Linked DNA regions of Mus musculus: region 1 is linked to region 2. The links are chromatin contacts, called in public HiChIP or PLAC-seq maps. All regions are on one chromosome and are shown on one strand. Each heading gives the region's core, a stretch centred on a gene start, on an enhancer-like site or on the middle of the called end of the contact. The rest is flanking DNA. Distances are from core to core; before and after follow the strand shown.

What was found. HiChIP or PLAC-seq counts read pairs in DNA pulled down with a chosen protein or histone mark.
Region 1: an HNF4G HiChIP or PLAC-seq map of pancreatic cancer cells shows a contact between it and region 2. The contact joins the promoter of Baiap2l1 here to the promoter of Cyth3 in region 2. A contact is called at or near these places in 2 of 39 promoter capture datasets (embryonic stem cells and stem cell-derived epiblast-like cells) and 1 of 115 datasets of contacts at active chromatin or transcription factors (pancreatic cancer cells).

Annotation. Positions count from the first base shown.
Region 1 is chr5:144,355,663-144,359,788 of GRCm38.p6, reverse strand. Baiap2l1 (BAI1-associated protein 2-like 1) reads left to right here and starts at 1,677. Exons shown (of 14, transcript NM_025833.3): 1 at 1,677-1,998. The coding sequence starts at 1,948. It overlaps Dmrt1i (Dmrt1 interacting ncRNA), which reads right to left and starts at 1,866. Exons shown (of 2, transcript NR_102374.1): 1 at 1,745-1,866.
Region 2 is chr5:143,620,507-143,624,515 of GRCm38.p6, reverse strand. Cyth3 (cytohesin 3) reads right to left here and starts at 2,069. Exons shown (of 13, transcript NM_011182.4): 1 at 1,843-2,069. The coding sequence starts at 1,876.

The DNA.
Region 1 (4,126 bases), core at 428-2,927, 740 kb before region 2:
AGGACTAGGGAGACAGCTCAGTAGTTAAGAACACTGGCTGTTCTTCCAGAGGACCTAGGTTTGTTTCCCAGTACCCACATGATGGTCACAACCTTCTGCAACCCAAGTTTCAGGGAATCTGAAGCCCTCTTCTGACCTCTGACATATGCACCAGGCATGTACATATATATGTATCAGTCACAGATGACATACATGCAGTCCAAGTAGCTTACACATAAAATAAAAGTTTTAAATAATGTGCCAGGAGCCACACACCTACATGGCCTCTACAAGATGAAAGAAAGCACAGACATCCTAGACGCCTCAGCCGACCTGGGGGCTGAGGAAATGGGTCAGTTTGTAAAGTGCCTGTGGTGCGAACATTGGGACCTGGGTTCCATCTGCGGAACCCATGTGAAAAGCTACATACAGTAGATATGCTCTTGTACTCCCAGTGCTGGGAATTTGGGAGACAGGTGGATTCATGGGGCTTGTGGAGACTTGATAGCCATCAGTCTATCCTTTTTAGCTACTTCAGTAAGAGACTCTGTCTCCAAGATATATATAGTAGATATCGGCTGAGGAATGACGCCCAAGGTTGACTTCTTGTAACACACACACACACACACACACACACAGAGGAAATTTTTAGACAGTCTTGTGATTTACATAGTTGTAAAGCATGGGATTTTAAACTTATTCTTAATGTTCTGTTATTCCAGTAATCAGATCTTGGCGTTAGTTACTTTTTTTGGCACCCCGGAACTTTCAAAATTGTGGGTGGCTCCATCCATGAGAAACCATGCCCCGTGGACCTTCAATCAGGGAAACCGATTCGTAGGAGGTATGTGGAAGTTACTCAAAGGCAGAGAGCTTAGAGGATTCACCTGCGGAGGATGTGAGCCTCGAGCTTTCAGAGCCAGCACCTTGTGGCGGACACTAGACCAAAGACCTAGAAGCCCAAAGGTCCAGGTCCTGTTCTAAAAGACACCACAGTGTAGGGGCTTGGCTGGAACTCTGGGAGGGCCGGGAGAGGGCGAACAGAGGTATTACCTCCACTGCCAAGCCTTAGGCGAGATGGCCTGGTCCACTGGGTCCAGCCACCTCGCCTTGTACTGCTCCAGCCTCGCCCACCAGGCTGCTCAGCCACGCCCACACGAGGAAGACTCTCCCATTCCCTTGCCTGCCTCAGCTGGGGCTGTCTAAACCACGCCATCCTCGCTTCAGCACCGCCCATCGGTCTGCTAGACCGCGCCCACCGGCTCAACTCTGCGGTGCCACTCTGGCGGACACAGCTAGGGCGACTTCGTTCACTCCGTCCCTTCTTGTTTCGGCCACGCCCATCCGCCATCTAGGCCACGCCCATCAGTCCATTTCAGGTGGGGGGAGTAAGGGCGCGTCCCCTCCCCTTGGCTTCTCCCTCTTGTTGGCCTCTCAGACCCCACCCCCGCTCCACGTCTCAGCTGGGGCCAATCAGTCCGGCGCGCTGGCCGGGCTTCTGCTCCGCTTAGCAAGCCCCTAGGCCACGCCCACCTAGCGCAACAAGTCTCTTCCAGGTTCCCCCGGTTGCCCCAAAAGATCGACCCTCCCACCAGGCTGTCTCCGCGCGAGGCCGCCCCGCCCACTCTAGAGTACTCAGCCTAGGCCCCGCCCACCTCAGGTGGGGCTGCCCCGCCCTCTGGCCGTACGGCCCCGCCCACTCCGCCCGCCTCAGGTGGGGCTGCCCGTCCCTTTGCTCGTCCCAGCCTTGGCAGGCTACGTCTACCTCGCAGCTCCTTACAGACCGAAGCGCCGCAAAGTTTTGACATTTTGGCAGCAGAGACGCGCACTGACTCTCTCCCGCTGACAGCTGTGGCGGCGGCCGACTCTCAAGGACCACTCAGTCTCAAGTCCTAGGCGCTCCCGCCGCCCGGCGGCCACGAGGCCCCGCCGCGTCCTCCCGCGCTCGCCCTCCCGGAGGCTGCAGCCATGTCTCGGGGGCCGGAGGAGGTGAACCGGCTCACGGAGAACACGTACCGGGTAAGTGTGGGACTTTGCGGAGCTCGAGACGGGAGACCGGGGGGATCCGGGACTCTGTGGTTCCAGGCTGAGGGCGGAGGCTGGGAGGCCCGGAGACTTGGGAACTCCAGGGTTCGAGGCCAGGAACGTGAGCCCGGACAAGCAGCTGACCATTGTCGCCAGCGGGGTCGGTCGAGATTCTTTTTCGCTTTTGAGATAAAGTGGGGACTTTACATGATAAGGGCCTCCCCTTCCCCCTTGGACCCTTGGAGACTCCCAGGGACCCCACATTTCCCGTGTTGGGGGAAGGGGATTGGAGACGTGGACGACAATCCGCGGGGTCCCCGAGAGGTTCTTATCCTCCCCCAACTTCTCTTTGTGGTCAGTGACTGCGCTGGTCTGACCGCTGGGGCTAACCCCTCCCCAGATCCAAAAGAGAGAGAGAAAAGAGACAAGCTCGAGTTTCCTCGGAGAAAAGAAAGAATGTAGGGGAGAAACTCCTCCGTAATTAGGAATCCATCGCCAGGTGAGCCTGGCTCCCTCGGCTCAGGGAATTTTCTAGGCTGCCAGGGAATCTGCTCCTGGGAAGACTTGAAACGCCTTCGCCCTCTTGGACTCTTTCATACAGTAGCTTTTAAGTTCGATTTGGCTTTTGATTACTTTTTGTTTAGCGTTTTGACAGTTTTATACATCTATATACAATTATTATGAGCATGTTCGCCCGCAGTTGGACTGTTTCTACGTTCATGATTTGGGGAGGTTATTGGAGTCAGAGAGCACTGAGATTTTAATAAGAATTGACTTAAGCTGACAGAACGTGTGGTGATTGGTCGCTTAACTGGCATGTTATGTGAGAGAATTTTTCCAGAAACAGACATGGGATTAGTGGCCAGTTTAGTAAGTTTAAGTACTTATAAATGAATTCCATTTGAAATGAGATATCCGTTTAATCATCTGCTATTAATAGAATACAAAACAACTTTTGTTTTAATTCCACTTAGGTCCACTGAACCCCTGAGATTTAAAGTTCTCTAAATTTACTTGTAGTCATGATTAAAACCCACTCTTTGGTCATTTCTCTAGATTCTTTTTTCACCCACTCTTTGGTCATTTCTCTAGTTTTTTTTTTTTCACCCCTAAAATTGAGTTTCTAGATTTGCAAGGTCTTAGTTCCTGAAATCAGAATTTATTGAGTTGCTGGAAAATCATTTTAAAGCAGCATGAAAATATTTTCAGAATTCATTGTGGCTCCAAATCATATCCACCCCTCCATGTGTGCACTATAACATTTATTCTAGATAGACAAAGTAGACTGTATTATTATGATTTTGAAGGTTCACAACTGTGACCAAAACCTGTTCCTATTAGTGTGCTTCCTTAATTAAATGATAATTTTTAGAAATGCCAGAAATTTGAATGTTTAAAGCCTTGTATTTGGATTGGCATTGTTCAGACTTAAATGATGTGAAGCCGGTAGAACTGGGGTGTGGGGTGTCGACAGAGTATGGAAGTAAAATGCCCTAGCGTGGGGGAGACAAGATACTCAGATGAATACTCAGTCAAGGAAAAACCATAACTGAGGAATGTGGGTTATTTATTGTAGTCTGTGCGTGGAATCCGAGCATCTGCTGCAGTGGAAAACACAGGCACAGTTAAGTTTCTCAAACACAATTGATTGTTTATCTTGCTGGTCTGGAAAGAAAATGTCAACTTTAGACAAGCAATCAGATGCCCTGAGCAAACTGTTCTTTTTCTCACTTCTGACTGAGAAACCTTTGGTTGGTGTGGGCAGGCAGATTACAGTACCACAAAAATGAACCACCTTGGCCTGTCTTTCTACCCACAGAGCTGGAGTAAGAGGAAGACTGTTGATTTTGTTGGTTTGGTTGTTGTTGACTGTTGATTTTGTTGTTTTGGTTATCCGCATTGGTAGACGTAAGGCATAGTTAGTCCTTTTGGGGATGTTTTGTTTTCTGACAGGGTCTCACTATGTAGCCCTGATTGGCCTGGAATTTGATATGTAGACCCGGTTGACCTCAGATTCAGAAGTTCACCTTCCTCTGCCCCCTCCCAAGGGCTGAGGTTAAAGCACTACAACTCCTAGCTATTTAGTTGTTGTTGTTGTTGTTTATTTGTTTGTTTGTTTTTT
Region 2 (4,009 bases), core at 820-3,319:
AACATCTTTTTTAATTTTAACATCCTCTGGTATATTGATATACCCAGAGATATTGATAGTCCAGAGATAGCTTTAAGCCTTTTTGACACTTTAATATTGACCTTTACTATACTTCTAAATTCTATGAACTGCTGAAACACACTGGTTTCTAAGTTTTCCCCACTGTATCTGCTTTTACCTTCAGCTCAGCCACGTGTTGACTCAACAGACTGTGTAGCACCTGCAGAGCAATCGCCAGCTCAGCTAGCTTCCTAGATCCCAATGTCAAATTGCCACTGTCTTTTTTTCTAAACGACAATGTCAGACTGTGCTATAGGCGAAAGGCAAGGCATCCTCAGGGACCCAGTGCCTCCAGACCGGCAGCCGGTATGTAGGAGGGTTTGCAACTGGGTTCTTTCTTTTCATAAACAAAACACCCACTCGATGCCACTGTGCTACCCCTGGCTTTTACTATGAGAACTGAACTTGGCAAATGCCACGAGGAGTGCCAACTTCCTACAGCCCAGCCACTTCGTCTCTTTCACAGGGAAGAAAAAAAAAAATCTGAGAAGCTCTGGAATTCTAGAAGGCACCTTGATTAACCACTTCACGAGGAAGTCTTCAATACTGCTGATTCTTACAGGCAGCTGCTCCAGCAGCCTGTAATTAAGACTTCTTTTTCCCCCTAAACACTCCCTTATTACATGGGATTCTGATCATTCTGTCAGCAAAAAAGGAAGATCGTTCCTCAAAGTCCAGACAGCTTCAACTTGGGGTGTTTGGGTAAAAAATGACGGGTACATTATTAACCCTTTGCTTACTTCAAGTAAAGTCCCACTCCACAAACGGTGACTCTTGATGTTTTGGGAAACCAAATTCATGAAATGACACAACAGGAATCTGTACTCCGTTGAGTAATTTGCAACCGGCTCATTTGCAGCAGGGTGGAACTCAAAGTCAGGCACATACATACAGCCTGAGCAACACGGAGAACTGATAGCCCACCTCTGGAAGGGTGTCTGTCACAGGCACCTGTCCAGGAGTCTAACAGTCTCGCTGCTGTGGCTCCCGCATCCCACCCTCGGCTTTAAAGGAATCCCACCTGACCCCTTTAATTTCTTAATTATATTTTCCATTTGGTGGTGTTGGGGATCAAACTCAGCGTCCTGGGCATGCTAGACAATGATTCTATCATTTGTGCTATTTGGCCCCCTTTTTATTTTTACACCCGACCCCTTCTCTGTAGCATTTTTTCTTTTCTATTTGATAAAAAAATGCATACTCAGACCTGGACTGGAGCTGCCTGCCCCTCATGTCCTTTAAGCCATTCCCAATGAGTACTTCTGATCTAAAAATCAGAGACGTGGTCATGACTTCCAACCTTCCTCCTCTCCCCCGACCGATCCACCCCACCCTCCGGGCCCTCCGAGTCCTCCAAATTGAAAACTTTCCCCTCCCCATCCAGGAGCTCCCAAGCTCCAGACACCTGAGGAGAGCTGAAAAGGAGAGGGGCCCGTCCGAAACAGCTGGGCTAGGGAGGGCGTGGACGCCCTTGGCAATGAGACGCTGGGAAGGTCGCCCCGCAGAGTGGCCCCATCTCAGAAAGGCGACCTGGAGCTGTGCTGCGGAGACCCCGGCCTCGAACCCGCGACCCGCGACCGCGCTGGGCGACGACCCCGCGGTCTCCGACATGTCCTCTCACCAGGGCAGCGAAGCCCGAGTCCCCGCCTTACCCCGCGCACCTCCCCACGGTCGCCGCCACCCCACCCGACACCCGGCCCCACGTCTCAAGCCTGGGCTCTCAACAGCGCGACCCTCGGCCTCAGGGCCGCCCAGAGAGCCGGCCACACCTCCATCACTCACCGCTGCCGCCCTCACCGCCACCGCCTTCGTCCATTTTGAGGCCACTCCCCGCCAGCCGGCGAGCCCGGAGCCGGCGGGAGCGACTGGGCTGAACGCCGGGACTAAGAGAAGTGGTCGCGGGGAGAACCGGAGAGCTCCTCAGCGAGCGCGGCCCGGGTCGCGGCCGGGCCTCCACGGAGGGCCGGGCGGAGCCTCACTGCTCCGGCGCCATCACGTGACACAAAACCACGCCTCCCCTGTCGGTGTGGGCGGAGCCTAGACGCCGAGCGGTCCCGCCCACCAGACTCCGCCCGGCCTTGCAGTAGCTGCAGTAGCTGCTTAGCTAGGAGACTTGGATCCTGCAGCGCAGCACTCTCCCTCGAACCTCCTGTCTGCCCCTCTAGAGCATCCTGGAGAGGAAGCCGGGTCTATCAGGAGCACGAGGACGCCCTGCTCTACAAAACCTGATGGCTAAGGGCTGCGACTCGCAAATGCATAGAGTAGGGAGTGAGAAACTATCTGAAAAGGAAGGCTGATGATTGGCTCAAGTGGCCCCCACTTAAAGGCAGAAGGAAAGAACTGACTATAAAGTTTTACTGTGACCGCAGCATGCGTGGGCGTCCACACATGACATACACACAGTAATAATTGTGTGGGGATGTAGTTCTGTTGTTAAGAGCACTCGCTGCTCTTGAAGAGAATCAGAGTTTGGTTCTCAGCACCCACAGAACCCTTGTAACTATGACTACAAAAAGGATCCAATACTTCCGGCCTCCAAGGGCACCTGCACTCATATGACGGTTATCTGGCACACTCTTACCTCCACCCACATCAGGCATGCTTGTAGTGCACACATATATGTGCGGGCAAAACACTGATACACACAAAATAAAATTTTAAAAAAACTTTTTGAGATAGGGTTTCTCTGCATAGCCATCAATGTCATGGAACTCTTTCTCTGTAGACCAGGCTGACCTTGAACTCAGAGATCTTCCTGCCTTTGACTCCTGAATGCTGGAGCTAAAAGGATGAGCCACCATGCCCAGCTAAATAAATCTTTTTTTAAGTGTTTATTTTAAAAATAATAAAAACTGGGTGCGGTGGCGAATACCTTTGACCACAGCAAGCCAATCTCAACAGAATCTTAGTGGGTTTAGTCTGCTTAGTGAGTTCCAAGTTAGCCAGGGCTACCTAGTGAGTCTCTGTCTGAAGTCATCATCATCATCATCTGAAAACGAGCCCATGAGAAGACTCTCCCCACCCCCACCTCCTCCCTTCTTTACCCTCAGAATGTTAGGGTAATTCCAGCCTTTTATCTTTTGGGTGTATAATAATAATGGAGTCTCATTTTTCCTGCGGATTGGATGCATTTTAGAATTAACAAAGTATTAGGTTGGTAAATGAATATAGTGATGCTGTTGAACCCTAACCCCAGTCCGGCACAGCTGGGGCTCGGCTCTCAGAAAGCATTAGTACAGGGGTTGGCCAGTCTGGCGTCAGATGCCCGTGCAGTTGAGCGTTAGTCTCCCTTGGCTTGCTGCCAGCTGCCCTGGATTTATGATGCAGTAGGAGCTCTGAATTCAATTTCCCGTGGGCACAGCCCAGGGCTGGGCAGACGGACTCAGTACTCCCCTGTTCCAAATCTATGGCTCGATTTTCTCATTCCGTATGTCTCGTTTCCAGTAACTTCTCCTTAACGTTGCATGTGTGCCCTCCCAAGCCTTTCTGCTCGAATTAAATTGCATTAAAGAAAAGCAAACATTATAAGGGAGGAGATGGCTCATCTGTAATAAAATTTTCCAGCAACTGTTTTATATTTACAAATTGCCCATTGAATCAAAGGATACTTCCTCCACCGTCCATCTATCAAAGCAGACAGCCTTCACCTTTTTGCTCAAGGTTAAAGAATGGTTTCAAAGAGTCCAATTTCCTGATAACCTCAAGAATTATAACCCCGGATATTCTGTTGCCTCCTAGACTGTAAGATAGGCTTCTGCGAGTTGATGAGATGTTTAGCAGCTTGTACAAATCCATAGATAAGTGATCTGAGAGTCAAGTGATGTAGATTCAAGTCCTGATGAACTGTGGCTTCCTGATCCTGTCCATTTTGTTATCTCAAGATAACAGCATCTGAGGGAAAAAAAAAAAAAAAAAAAAAACGATAGCACTCTTTGAAGAGGATAATGTC